Regions from separate parts of the Oryctolagus cuniculus genome. Here region 1 is linked to region 2. Evidence: chromatin contacts called from public Micro-C data. All regions are on one chromosome and are shown on one strand. The core of a region is the stretch at or near the end of the contact, and the rest is flanking DNA. Distances in the headings are between cores, read along the strand shown. Region 1 holds the start of BNIP1 (BCL2 interacting protein 1). Region 2 holds the start of RPL26L1 (ribosomal protein L26 like 1).

The links. Hi-C and Micro-C count contacts between places; a contact is called where the count stands out from the background.
Region 1: a contact with region 2 is called in a Micro-C map of ear pinna, with 8 times the contacts expected there. The contact joins the promoter of BNIP1 here to the promoter of RPL26L1 in region 2. A contact is called at or near these places in 2 of 6 Hi-C or Micro-C datasets (ear pinna and an unstated tissue).

Annotation. Positions count from the first base shown.
Region 1 is chr6:59,662,333-59,666,534 of mOryCun1.1, reverse strand. BNIP1 (BCL2 interacting protein 1) reads right to left here and starts at 2,353. Exons shown (of 7, transcript XR_516447.4): 1 at 2,220-2,353. It also overlaps a transcript of CREBRF not described here.
Region 2 is chr6:59,494,428-59,498,968 of mOryCun1.1, reverse strand. It overlaps RPL26L1 (ribosomal protein L26 like 1), which reads right to left and starts at 3,013. Exons shown (of 4, transcript XM_002710380.5): 1 at 1,702-3,013; 2 at 1,211-1,387. The coding sequence starts at 1,854.

The sequences.
Region 1 (4,202 bases), core at 1,104-3,603, 170 kb before region 2:
GATTTTGCAAGCCATCTATTATAAGCCAAAGTTGTTCCCCCCTCCCCTTCAAGATCTTTTCATTTTGAAAGGCAGACTGACAGAGAGGGAGAGACAGAGATCTTACATCTGCTAGTTCACTCCATAAATAGCTACAACAGCCAGGGCTGACACTGGATGCTGCAAGAGGTGGCTTAACCCACTGTGCCACAATGCTAGCCCAAATCAGAGTTTACAGAAATGTTTTAAAAGTAGATTTGGAGGGCCGACGCAGTGGCACACTTGGTTAATCCTCCACTTGCGGTGCCAGCATCCCATATGGGCACGGGGTTCTAGTCCTGGCTGCTCCTCTTGCAGTCCAGCTCTCTGCTGTGGCTCGGGAGGGCAGTGGAGGATGGCCCAGGTGCTTGGGCCCTGCACCCACATGGGAGACCGGGAAGAAGCACCTGGCTCCTGGCTTCGGATCGGCGCAGCACTGACCATAGCGGCATAGCGGCCATTTGTGGGGTGAACCAACAGAAGGAAGACCTTTCTCTCTGTCTCTCTCTCACTGTCCACTCTGCCTGTCAAAAAAAAAAAAAAAGAGGAAGAAGAAGAAGAAGAAAAAGAAAAGAAAAGAAAAAGATTTGGAGGGGACGGTGCTGTGGTACAGCGGGTTAATGCCCTGGCCTGAAGTGCCGGCATCCCATATGGGCGCTGGTTCGAGTCCCAGCTGCTCCACTTCTGATCCAGCTCTCTGCTATGGCCTGGGAAAGCAGTAGAAAATGACCCAAGTCCTTGGGCCCCTGCACCCACATGGGAAACCCGGAAGAAGCTCCTGGCTTCAGATCGGCACAGCTCCAACCATTGTGGTCAATTAGGGAATGAACCAACGGATGGAACACCTCTCTCCCTCCCTCTCTCTCTCTCTCTCTCTCTCTCTCTGCCTCTTCTCTCTCTGTGTAACTCTTTCAAATAAATAAATCTTAAAAAAAAAAAAAAGTAGATTTGGAGTTTGTTTCTTGGCATTTCGAATTACAGGGGCCAGGTTTTAATACAGACTCTCAAACCAGATGATGTGTCTTCAAATCCTGGCTACAGCAACTTGTTGGCTATGTAAATGGTAAGTTCTACATACCTCAGTTTCTTCAACACATCACCTCCATAGAAAAACCCTGTATCTACGCAAAGCACTTAGCAGAGAAGCTGGAAGACAGTGCAATTCACCCAGTTAAAACCTATCTTTCTCTTTAGCAAGCACAAGAACCCAAAAGGGGGCCCAAGCAATTGGAATTATGTGAAAAGGTAACTTCATTTGTATGAACACTACATTTATTTTTCTAGAATTGGCCCAGAAGTTTTGTAGTTTCTCCTTTGAAGAAGCAAAGTTTAAGAAATTTATTTCCACCAAGTTTCTTGACTTGTTCTGTGGCCTCCTCATTAAATCACACTTTCTTTCTCCATACGATAAAGCACTAATTTTGGTTTATTCTGTGTCTGGCTTACCTGCGGAGCCCTACGCTTTCACCCACATTGTCTATATCTGTTTAGTGACACTCATTGTCAACTGAAATGATTTGCGGAAAGCCAGAGTTTAAGGACTCATTTCTGCATTCCTAACTCTTGCCTTCATCAACTGCTTTACTGCACTACTGCCTTTTACCCTTAAACAGCATAACGCAAAGCCCTTCGCTTCCCCTAGCTGTTAAACAGAGCGGAGACCCTGTAACGGTCTTTGCCTAGGCTGTCTTTCCCTGCCCGCCTTCTGACCCAGGCCTTGCTTCACAACATCGCGACTATCGGCCCGGTCACGTTCCCTTCACCCAGCATCTCCAGTGCCAAGCGTCCTTGGGTGCCACAGGGCACCGGACCGGCCGCGCTGGCCGGCGGGGGCTAAAGACTGCAGGACGCCACGAATGACAGGCAAGGAAGTGTCAGAAGGCGGGGCCGCGCACGGTGACAGGTGTATTGTGAGGTAGTCAGGGGCGGGGAGGCGGCCAGGACCGTGGGTGGGGCCGGGCGGAACCACTAAGGAAGCTGGGTCTGGGGCGGCAGATACGGGGGAGTCCCAGGAGAGGGCGAGCCTGGAGCACCCTGATCAGACCACATGGGGTGGACAAGGAGGGAGCCGGCCATGGGAGACGACCCACGGCCCAGGAGCGCTGACCGAGTGGGATCAGTTCGGGAGTGAGGCCGCCGAGCTCACCAGCGAAGTTTGGGTTACGACTGCTGAAGCCTGGCAGGGCCCCTGGAATCAGTACCTGAATAAGCGCCTTCACTTCCAGGTCGAATTTGACAATCTCTTGGTTACAGATCCGGACGTGGACGTCCTGGGGAGCCGCCATGTTGGAACGCCAGCTACGGACAGCGGCGGTGTCCAAATCCAAACGCGTTTCCGCACCGCCGTCTCTCCCTCCCCGCTTCTTCTCCGGGCAGCGCCCCCTAGAGGCCGGCGTCTTGGAGACTGTCCCTGACACGTGCAGGGAAACGGCCTGAGTTGGGTCCTAGCAAAACGGAGAGGAAGACAAGATGGAACGCTTAACAGTGGGCTCTTTCCATGTTCCATCAGCCATGCTAACAACCACGTATTTTTTATTTTTTGCACAGAAAAAAGTATACATTGGGATGTCTCTAGAAGATGTAATTAACAATCTTATGTTTCTTTAAATTTTCCTGTATTTTTCCTACTTCCTATAGTGAGTATAAATATGGAGTAAAAGAGAATATGATAAACTTTTTTTTTTAATGCATGGACTTCGAGGTAGGTCACTCCTCCAATCCCACAGGGTCTGAGGAATCCTTTTAAGACAGATAATGAGTCAGTGCCCTGCTCTACACCCCTTCTGTGGCCTCTGTACAACTGGATTAAATCTCTGTCACTGGAGTGGTCATCATAGGTTTATGTAGTTCTGTTGACGGAAATAATTTCAGAGCAAGCCCGCAACAAGCAAATGAATAGCCAACAACTGGCTCAGTTTTTTTAAATTAAAAAAAAAAATTTTTTTTTTTTTTTTCATTTTATTTGAGAGGAAGAGAAAGGTCTTCCAACTGCTGATTCACTCCCCAAATGTCTCCAAGAGCCAGGACTGTGCCAGGCAAAAGCCAGCAGCCAGGAGCCAGAAACTCCATCCAGGTCTCCTATGCGGGTGGCAGGGACTCAAGTACTTGAGCCATCATCCACTGCCTCCCAGGATGCCCATTAAGCAGGAAGCTGGATGAGAAGCAGAGTAGCCAGGACTGGAATGGGATGCAGATGTCCCAAGTGGCAACCCAAATTGTCACGTAACTGCCACGCCAAATGCCCACTCCCCATTTTATTTTTACTACTAAGTAGTTCACAGGGCCCCGAGGCCATGAGTCAACCCACCCCACCCCACCCTTCCCGGAATCCTTAGGCTCCCTCTGTAGCTGTGGGATGCCAAGCTCCCTCTGCCCAGACCTCATCCAGTTTTGCTCAGTTCGTGTAAGCAAGCCCAGACTGTGAGGACCTGAGTGCCCAGCTGCATTCATTTCTCTTAATCCTCACAACCACCCTCAAAACTGGTAATACCCCAGTTTTACCTAGCGGGAGACAGGCTGAAAGTAGATTAAAGCAAAACAAGCAAGCTGTCCTAAGATAACCCAACTTGAAAGTGGCGGAGCTTTGATGGAAAGGCACTTCCTTCTCAAAAGCCCATCCGGCCTGCAGGGGAGCACTGCATTAGCAGGGTATGTGCTTACCCCTCTGTGTCCCTGCAGCCTTCCCCATACACCCACTCAGGCTGCTCAGCCCCCCACTGCGCCTAGGACAGAAGCAATGTGTTGCTGGCATGTGCACCTGCTCTATAGCCCACTCAGATCTGTGCTCAGCCTCCTCAGGTAACTGATAATAATAGCACCTACCTCACAGCATGTGCTGGTTAAATGAGATAATGTATGAAAAGCACTCAGCACAGTGTGAGAATCGAATGCCTGTTGGCTGCTGTTTCTGTATCACTGGCCCTCATCTGGGCACTTTGTCACATGCTTTACTGGCATCATCCCGCATTGTGGCTCAGCAGGTTAAGCCACGGCCTGTGGTGCCAGCATCCCGTATTGGCGACAGTTCAAGTCCCTGCTGCTCCACTTCTGATCCAGCTCCCTGCTATGGCCTGAGAAAGAAGTAGAAGATGGCCCAAGTCTTTGGGCCCCTGCATCCATGTGGGAGACCTGGAAGAAGCTCCTGGCTCTGGCTCCTGGCTCCTGGCTCCTGGCTTCGGCCTGGC
Region 2 (4,541 bases), core at 1,764-4,263:
TGTGCACGAACCAGGAGAGTGTCCAAAGGAGCAGGAGGTGAAGTACAGACAGTTCTTCCCTGGCTCTTCACGGGCAACACAAAGTGGGGCCGGGGAAGAGAATCTCATTTTTCCTGTGCCCTTGCAAAACAAAAGAATCTGACAACAGCCCGGATTTCTCTCTGGCAGAGGGCTGGAGGCACAAGCCTGTCTCCGCAAGTGAGGCAAGAACTCCCCACATTCTCAGCAGCGGCCCACTTCCCTTACTGAGCTTGTCTGCCTAGCCCCAGCAGTCAGCCGCAGGTCCCCCCTTCTAGAACGTGTCTGCTGGGAAGGAGAGACAGGAGCACCAACTACTGCTCATACTCCAGCCACCCCTGCTTTCCCTTCCTCCATGCCGTATTCTAGTGTGCTCCAGTCTCTTCCTCGAACACATCCCTCAGCCCTCAGAGTCCACTGCCTGACATACCCCAAGCCCCACTAACCTCAGGGGGGAGTTCACCGTACCCCCGGGGGACGTCTGACAATATCTGGAGTCACAGTTTGTCACAGTTGTGAAGAGGGGGACTGCAAGTGGGGACTGGCCAGCGATGCTCCCCAGGGCAGCTCTCCCACACCAATGATCTGGGCCCAGAGGCCAACCGTGCTGAGGTCAAGACACCTGCTCTAAAACGCGATCCCACAACACGAGCCTCGACAACCTTGTTCACCGCTAGCTTCCAGAACAACATCAGGTCAGCAGGCAAAAATAGCCCGTAGAGGCCAGTTCACTCTCCTCTGTCACTTCTGCTCCCACTCAGGGTCCGTGCCAGTCACAGGCAACAGAGGGCTTTTACTTTCCCAAACTTCCCAAATGTTTGCACCTCTGCCGTGCTCCTCTGTGTCCCCTGCTAAATCCAGCACCATCCGACGCTCCCCCCAAATGCCTGTCCATCACTTCCGGTGAACTCACAGCAGCACTTGGGCCTGCAAAGCCTAGCTCGACCAGCCACCCTGAGCACCCCTGGCAAACCAGCAGCCCTGCGGCCCAATCAAAGGGCCGACAGCACCCCATCTTGTTCTGATTATCGAGGGGCAGGCACGGCCCGGTGGCTGTGGGCCCCGCCTTTGCCCTAGCGCCACCTGCAGCGTCACACAGCTCGCCCAGGGCGGGACAGGCTGCAGCCCCCTCCCCCGGCGGGCACGCACCACGCTCTCGTGCCCAGGCGCCCCGCAGCCGGGGAACACGCACCTGGACCTCGTCGTCCTTGCGGATGGGCATGGAGCGGACGTTGTACTTCTGCCGCAGCTCCTTGGACAGCGGGGACGACATGATCTTCCTGCGCACGTGCGACGGCGCGTTGAAGTGGCGTTTGCGGTTCTTGCTGCGGTCCGAGGTCACGAAGGGATTGAACTTCATGGTGACGGTCTGCGGAGGGCGGCGACAAGGGGAGCGAGGGCGCGCGCGGTGGGCTTCGGCGGCCTCTTCCCCATCCGAGACGCCCCTCCTCGTCCCCGCCCAAGTGCTCTAGGGGCAGACACCGGCACGGAGGAAGCGGACGGAGGACGCAGAGTTGGGTGTGCGCGTGGTCTGGACCATACATAGGAAGACTTGAGTCGGGGGCGCATGCCTGACCAAAGGGGTCGCGGGGAGCGGCTGAGGGAGGGACGCTTGGGCTGGGAGAATGCTTAGCTGAAGGTCACGCGGAGAGAAGGGGCTGCACACAAAACACTCCTACTTACCTCCTTGGTACCGAACACGTTCAGGACTTGCGCGCGCAGTACCGGAAGTAGGGCTCCCTGGCCGCGCAAGCGCAGAAAGATACCGAGAAGCACCCTTCCCGTTGGAAGCAAGCAGACGGGCGCCCCCTGCGGCCCGGGGTGGGATTGCAGCATCTCGTTCCCCGGGGCGGGAGAGCCCGGCGCGGCCTCAAGCCGGGAATCCCAAGAGGTGGCGCCTCTGGAGACAAGCGCCTGTTTTCCTAGGGTCCGCGATGGGGGCTCACGGGGGTTCCTTTAACAGGCACACCGTCGGGAGTTCGTCACCTGCCCCATACTCTCCCTATGCCCCTGCAGCCTGCGGACTGGCGTCTTAGGCAACATATTTAAAATGCAGACTTTCGGGCCCCATCACAAGTCGTGCAGAACCAGACAATGGTGGGTCTGGGTCACTCTTCCATCCACGGAGGATTTTGTGGTGCACTAGAATTCGAGGATCGCTGTGCACCAAACACTGGACTTTGCAAAAACTCCCTTGTGTTTGCTGGTTTCTCCCTGTTGTGAAGGGCAGGGGCCACCCAGGCCGACCTCAGGAGAACGCCTCCACGTTTTCTCCTCTGTAAATGGCGGCGGGCCCAGGAGGCGCCGCGCAGGGGTGCCACGAGGACTACATGAGCTCATCCATGCCGCGTGGGCACAGCCGAGCCTGGCACGCGGCGCTCAGCCCCAGTCAAACATCAGAGGCCCCCGCTTTCCACGGTGCCTACCCTCGGGCTACCTTTATCATCAATTCCTGTTAGTTCTCTGTGTCTGATACCCACACGTGCACTCTGCCGCGCGGCTAGAGATCACGCGTGATACCTCTACAGTAGCTGCGGGAACGATCACCGAGGCGGGTGTGCTGGTGCAGCAGGTGAGCCAGAAGCCCGCGCCCCAGGACGCCGTGCTGCTTGCTCCCTGCTGATGGCCTGGGAAGGCAGCGGAGGACGGCCCCAAGTCGTCGGATCCCTGCGCCCACGGGGGAGACCCGCACAGAGCCCCTGCCCGGCCCAGCCCTGGCTGTTGTGGCCATCTGGGGAGTGACCCAGTGGAGGGAAGATCTTCTCTGCCCCACGCCTCGCCCTCTCCCTGTGTCAAATCAATCAACCAATCAGCCTTTTTCTACCAAAAGGACCAACTCGGGTGCCGGGTGCTCCGCTTCGGAGTGCTCCGCTGGACTTGCTGCCGCCGCTCCGCCCCTCTCCGCCTGGCCGCACCTGCTGCGACCGAGCCGCGCGCGTCTCCGCGTCCTGCCGCCCACCTCCCGGCCTGCACCTCCCATTCTGCGGGAGGTGCGGGCGCCACCTGGCGGCTGGACAGGCTGAGACATCTGCGGCCCTGGCGAGCCTGCACGCGTGGACCACCACACGGGAGGTCCCCTTCCTGGGCACCGCAAAGGCCGGGAGACAGGGAAGGGCTCTGGGCCTCCAAAAGGCTTATTCTGTGCAAGGTCTTATTCGCTCATTACCGCTAACCCTCCCATTCATTCATTCATTGGTCCTGGATCTATTGGACGACTGCCTTGTGCCAGACGCTGCACATGAGTTGATGGAAGGAGACCCTGGAATTCAGAGAGGGTGATGTCTTGCCCCACATCCCTCAGCCACACTCTCAGTTTATTACTGGTGGTGAAATGGTTAAACGCCAGTATGTACTGGTAGGCAGGATCACAAGGCATCAGTGTGGATCCCAGCACCATCTGGATCCTACTTCAGGTTTTGCCCTAGATCCTCTGCAGCCAGCCTTGGAGACCTCTGGAGGATGGCCACTCCTGGGCTGTTTGCCTGCCCTTACAGTAGTTGAGGCAACAGCAACCCCAATGCCACCCAGTGTGCGTGCCCTGATCCAGGAGTAGGGAGGTTACTGGGGCTGCGGGGGGGGGGGGGGGGGGGCCTGTGATGAGGAAAGAAGAAGTCACTTAACCTTTAACAGTGCAGGGGCAGAGGCGGGCAAGACCAAGGGCACACAGAAGGGGACCAAGGTCCGCCCCAGGGCAGCTCTTACAGAGCATGTGCACTCCCTGCAAGCGCCGCCTCTCACTGGCTCCCTCTCTGTTCCCGCATTCATTTACTAACTCACTTGCACACGCTTTTTTTTTTTTTTTTTTTTTAAGATTTATTTTTATTCATTTGAAAGAGTTATAGAGAGAGGTAGGTCTTCCATCTGATGGTTCACTCCTCAAATGGCCACAGTGGCCGAAGCTGGGCAAGGCTGAAGCCAGGAGCCAGGAGCTTCTTTCGGGTCTCTCATGTTGAATGCGGGGGCCCAAGGACTTGGGCCATCTTCTGTTGCTTTCCCAGGCCATTATCTGGGAGCGGGACAGGAAGTGGAGCAGCAGGGGCAAGGATGGGAGCCCATATGGGATGCTGGTGCCACAGGCACTACGCCACAGCACACGCCCCATAATGTGTCTGCAGAATCCTTAAGGACCCTCCTCTGCCCCAAGTCTGCCTGTTTTTTTTTGTTTGTTTGTTTGTTTGTTTTTAAGATCATTTATTTATTTGAGAGGCAGAGTCAGAGAGGGAGAGACAAAGGGAGAAGTCTTCCATCCTATGATTTCCAAATGGCCACAATGGCTGATGCTGAGCCAACGTGAAGCCAGGAGCCAGGAGCTTCTTCCAGGTCTCCCACACAGGAGCAGGGGCCTAAGCACTTGGGCCATCTTCTGCTGCTTTCCCAGGCCATCAGCAGGGGAGCTGGATCAAAAGTGGAGCCACTGGGACTTGAACTGGTGCCCATATGGGAAGCCTATACTACTACGCCACAGTGCCAGCCCCCTGCCCCAAGTCTTTCCTAGAAGTCTTGTTCACATCTAACTCTGTGGC